Regions from separate parts of the Mus musculus genome. Here region 2 is linked to region 1. A link is a contact called in public HiChIP or PLAC-seq data. All regions are on one chromosome and are shown on one strand. Each heading gives the region's core, a stretch centred on a gene start, on an enhancer-like site or on the middle of the called end of the contact. The rest is flanking DNA. Distances are from core to core; before and after follow the strand shown. Region 1 overlaps Slc1a2 (solute carrier family 1 (glial high affinity glutamate transporter), member 2). Region 2 has its middle 22 kb from the start of Ehf.

Region 1 (2,700 bases), core at 24-2,523:
TCCCAAGGCTGGAAAATGCATTATTCAGAAAGAGGGTGCCATAAAATGGTAATGGAATAAAGAAAAATTTCTCAACTTTTCTTTTCATCAACTTTTCAAGCAATATTAGGAGCATACCTGGGACCATTTTGAACTCTTTCCCCAGAGTTTAAAGTTTAATCTTGGGTTCAGGTGTCCTGTCTACATACCAAAGGGTTTCTGAGGATCACCAACTGGCAGTGACTTTTCTCATCTTCGTAGGTTATTTTACAGAAGCAATCATTTCTTCTTTTTATTTGTTAACTGTTTGTGAGTATGTATGTTGGGGTGCACATGAACATATGAGTATATATGCTGTAGAGGTCAGAGGACAATCTCTGATGCTACCTTTAGATACAATCCACCCTCTTTGAGGCAGAATTTCTCATTGGGTTAGAGCTCACCAGCTGGCAGCTGTCTGCTAGGCATCTGCCTGTTTCTTCACTCTCCATGTTAGCACTAAACACACTTGTTTCCATACCTAGTATTTTTATGTGGGTTTTGGAATCTAGCTTGTGATTGACAAGTAAGCCATATCCTGATATCCAGAGCTGTCGCTTCTGAATAGAACAGTCTTCTGAAAATAGGTCTCTCATGTGACTTTGTATGTGCTGAAACAATGAGGGTTGCCTGCTTTGTAGTTAAAACATTAAAATATTTCTAGAGCAAGCACTCCAGGCTCATGGGAGGGTTTGGCCAAGTCAGGCCATCAGTGTGGCCCAGCCTAGAATCCCAAGACTTGTAACTGAGAACAATTTGGAGGTCCCTGGAGCTCCAAGGGACTGGGATGTTTGGTGTATTTTGCTACCCCTTTCGGGTTTATTGCATGTCTACATACATACAATACAGAACATGTCTGTGCCCTTTCCTGTCACACCAGTGATCATGTCTGTGCCTGTCACACCAGTATGGAGCTGGTATATTTCATAGAACTCCATATGAGACAGCAGATACAGTGTGTAGCAGCTTTTTGAACTTAAACAATCTAAATTCAAATCCTAGCTCTACCACTTGTCAACAACATACAAAATTTGGGCAACTGTATCCTGACTTCCTCACCGGTTGAAAGGATAAATGAGGGTTTCTCTTTCATGTAGTGGCCGGCGGCATTTAGGAACCAATAAGTACATGGGCACTTAAGAGAGGTAGGGCACATTACAACCCTCAAGCCAAGTAATCTATCATTCTTATCGGGCACTTGAGGACAAGGTGAGACAGCTGTGGGAGTGAAACTTCCCTAAAGTCCCAGACAGCAAAGACTCTTCAGCCCGTCCCCAGTATTGACAGGACAGAAAGGAAGTGGGGATTCCCAGGTTCCAGTCATCCTTAGCCTTGGCTGTTTTGTTTACAATCTGGGTTGCTCTGGTCATGAGTCACTCTTACAAGCACTGTGAAAAATCTTGTTAGGAGTCAAATATTAGTAACCCCCCCCCCCTTATGGACAGTATTATCTAGAAAATTCTCAGCCTTCTCCTGGTCCCTTGACCCATTCTGCTTTGTCTGGGAGTCCACTCCCCTGGCTGGCTTCTCTCGAGGCTGGTTGCTGGAGGTTGTGCCAAGCTCTGTGTACACAACATCAAAGCAGAACCTCACAGTAACCACGCAAGGCACATAAACAGCTTCTTTCACCATGAGACAACCAGCGATTCCATGGATCAGGTAACTTAGGGTCACACAAATTCAATGTGGTCTTCTGGGATTTGAACACCCCTCTGTTTGCTTCTGCTACATGCTGGCTCTTGATGACCCTGGAAGCTCTATAACTTAATAAATATACAGAAAGTTCTTGGTCATTGTACTCCTACATGAGGGAGAAGAGAGAATTAGGATTCACACAATAGCACAGCATAAAGCTAGACTTGGCTATTTTTCCCCAAATACATTGCAGGCAGAGAACTGTGCATATGCCATGCAGGTGCCTATGTAAGCCAAACTTTCATATTTCTAAAAATTAAGGAGATTTTGGCTAAGTTTATTCAGAAGCAAAGACTTAAACATATGTAGTCAACCTTATCCTTTGCTCATGAAATTTCACAACAGTAGCATTGTTAATATGAAATAAATTACAAGTAAATGGAATTCTGTAATATCAGTGAAATACCGGTCTTGCAGTCACTGCTCTGATTCTAATCCCATTGTGCACTGGAGGGTAAGCCTGATTGCTGTCAGGGCCAAGAATGAAAGGACATAAAGCTATCATTACTTTGCCAACAGCTTCATTAAGTCAAGAGTTTTGATGAGTGGGAAGTTGGAAGTCTCATGTGATATGTGTTTGGACAAGATTCATGCTTCATACTGGAATCTGAAGCAAGTTTTCCATCCTGAGTAACTTGTGGCACTCCCTGTGTCACAGCTGCTTTCTCATTTCGTATTACAGGACCACGGTTATATTTTACTGAACGTCACTGGGTAGGAACAATTCCAATAGCTCCCATCTACTGATATGTGATATGTGTCATGTATGATGCTCCTAACCACCCCAATTCTGTGATTGCTGTTGCCATGGTACACATGAGGAGATGGAGGTTCTACTCTAGCATATACAATACGAGGTGTTTGTGAAGGTCAGATCAATCAACATACAAAGGCAGCCCAATCGCATTATACCAGAGGCAGTGTGGCCCACATTTAGGTAGCCTGGGTTTGAATCCTACTGCACCACTAATAGACATGATCTTGGGC
Region 2 (2,700 bases), core at 34-2,533, 560 kb before region 1:
GCATTATTTAGAGTATGACTTGGCAAACATTTGCTGGAAAGAGGCTGGAGGGAAATATTCTCAACTTCCCAGACTGGACAATGCCTGTCCAGAACCCTGCTATTGTGGTGGAAAGCGGCCACAGAGGACACACAGAGGTTGCATGCTGTTTTTGTGTCCGTATAACTTTAGGTATGGATGCTGGAATTTGAATTTTATATGGTTTTCACATTTACTAATACTAATCTTTTTTACTTTTTCCATCAATTAAAATGTAAAATATATTTTTAGCACATTAGGTGTAAAAAAAAAAATAGACAACAGCCTATATTTGGTCAGAGGGCTATAGTTTGTGGATCTCTGATTTAGAACTATAGTTCTTATTGCAATGAACCCCTTTGAGCATGCAAGGAAGGTTGCCCATTGATTCATTCATCAATCCTACAAATGTTTTTAGCTTTTCTGGGCTCCAGGGGGTTCTGGCAGTCTCTGTAGCTGCAGCTATGACCATCACAAAGACCTGTCCTCAGGGAGCTTAAACGTTATACATTAAATTCCCAAGCAAAGGGAGTCCTAATATTTTTAGTGCACAAACAGGCACCACAGGGAGTGGAGCTGGGGCATTGGTGCTGCCTTTCCAGCCTGGGAAGCTTGAGAGTGAAACATGGGAGCACGAGGAGGTTGTCCTCCAGTATAGGGGAGACAAATGAGGTAGAGAGAGAACAGCCAAGGTGAGGACCCTGAGCTGAAAAGGAGCCAAGTGGGCATGAGCCAAGGGACCCAAGTCCAGGCTGAAGTGGATGGTAACAGAGGGTCTTCTCCATCTTGATCAGGGCAAGCGAACAAACAGGAGGAAAGCAAAGCCTTTTTGAGAAAACGAGCTTCTTTGGCTCTCTTCTGTGGCTCACTGGGGTGGACCTTGCTACCAAGTGGCTGCTCTGCTCTCCACCTACAGGAGCCACCTGCAAAAGGAGCAACCCAAGATAGAAGCTACCCAAGGTCAGGGTTTACACACATCTTCCAGAATGGGTCGTGTCTTCCACACCCTGGTCATCATCTCTCAGCTCCGCCTACCCCACAAGGAACCAGCAGACCCACATCCTTGCATCCTTCCCAGCAAACCTTCTAGACCTTAGCCAGCCCCAAAGGGTGTGTGATTCCCCAGGGTTGTGCCTCAAATCCTCCTGGTCTTGCAAAGAGAACCGAGTCTGAGTCAGGTTCTCTAACCCAGTGGCCACCTGTGCTCCTGGGGAGGCTGGGAAACTTTCTGAGTGCAGTTAATCACTAACTAGCCAGAGATAAGAAAAAGAGAAAGAAACAATTGAGAAAATGCCCAACCCAGAGCTTAGCGAGTCCCTGCCCACACATGCCAGGACCTGGCATGCCAGGAAAAGCCCCAGGATCAAACCGAGGTTGTTCACTGGGGAGAAAAAAGCATGCCAGTCCCTGGAGGCTGCAGAACCTGGCTGATAGGCTGTTGGCAGCCACTGATTTGTCTCTGCTAGGACCCTTTGCTTTCAGCCAAGACTTAACCCCAAGGAGCAAACAGGGCAAGTTGTCCATGCAGCTCTGTACAGGGCTTGGAAACCTCAGATAGGTCAGTCAGCTACCTGCCTTTACTGGATTCATGCTGAAAAGAAAGACAGACAGGATACTGTTTGTAGGCTAGGCCAACATGGTAAGACGACAGACAGGCTGAGGTCAAAGGGAGTGGCCAGCCCCTCCTAGGAGGTCAGGAGAAGGGGCTGCACAGCTCATAATCCTGGTCATTGATGGAGGGTTTGGCGGTGTTAGGCAAGCCCAAGAGCTTCCTATCTATTATCCCCCAACTTTATATACTAACTTGTGTTCAAGAGAATAAGCCCTCTTTACAAGTGGAGAGTTTGCTGTCCTGTTTCAGGTCACGTTGCTGCTGACTCCCGGAGTTGGAATCCCATCTAAGTTCCCCCCTGACCTCAAAACAACAGAACGGGCTCTTTCAACTGTCTCTTTCCCATGGCCAGTGTCCAAATGCTCTCACGGGAGTGGTTTGCTTTCAGTCGGAGGCTTGAATTCTGGGGAAATCAAAATCCCAGACTTCCATCCAGGTGCTGACAGCTGTTCATGCCTTGCTATGAATGAGAGCCACTGGAAGGAAGATGCTGAGTGACAAGGAAAACTGAGAGGGCGCTGAGAGTATAGAGACAAGTTCCCTCAGCCACAGAGGAGGAGCCAACCTGTAATATCTGGATCGCAGCACAGCTCATGCCCCTGCCAGGGTTTCCCACAACATCTTACCAATCTCATACCCTCAAGGGGCTTTTAATTTATGTCTCTGGGAACTCACTGATAAGTGTCCCCCACCTCCTTGCTGATGCTATCAGCTGGACCCAGTACAGATGCTTCAATTTTTAAGTTACTGCCTGCCTTTTCAGAATATTGTAGATAACCCCCACCCCCACCCCCAAAACTTTTACAAGTGGAAGAAAAAGTACTCAATGATTGCCAGCTGGAAGCTCCCATGGTGGGAGGCAAAGGAAGCTGGCACAGCCTGAAAGTGCCCTCCTCTCCTCCTTCCCAGCAGCTGCCGCAAAGCGCCTTGTGCTATGCTGACCATGATCAAAGCCATTTTGGTCTTATGGTTTGTTAGAAGGTAGAAGTGTTTTTGAGTGCCCACTATGTGGCAAATGAGACTGGAAAAAGTACTTAATGTGTGGGAACTTATTCAAACCAGCCAGTAAC

What was found. HiChIP or PLAC-seq counts read pairs in DNA pulled down with a chosen protein or histone mark.
Region 2: a contact with region 1 is called in a FOXA1 HiChIP or PLAC-seq map of pancreatic cancer cells. The contact joins two enhancer-like sites. A contact is called at or near these places in 4 of 115 datasets of contacts at active chromatin or transcription factors (differentiating embryonic stem cells, embryonic stem cells, extraembryonic endoderm stem cells and 1 more).

The regions. Positions count from the first base shown.
Region 1 is chr2:102,763,689-102,766,388 of GRCm38.p6, reverse strand. The region is part of intron 8 of Slc1a2 (solute carrier family 1 (glial high affinity glutamate transporter), member 2); the gene reads right to left. Among named protein-coding and RNA genes, the nearest start is that of Gm13872, 18 kb to the right of the region's middle. Within about 2 kb of position 1,273, at least 45 of the 459 cell types and tissues checked have an H3K27ac peak or open chromatin away from gene starts, as enhancers often do. A contact at or near this core is called in pancreatic cancer cells, where this site is marked.
Region 2 is chr2:103,324,109-103,326,808 of GRCm38.p6, reverse strand. No RefSeq gene overlaps it. Among named protein-coding and RNA genes, the nearest start is that of Ehf, 22 kb to the right of the region's middle. Within about 2 kb of position 1,283, at least 42 of the 459 cell types and tissues checked have an H3K27ac peak or open chromatin away from gene starts, as enhancers often do. A contact at or near this core is called in pancreatic cancer cells, where this site is marked.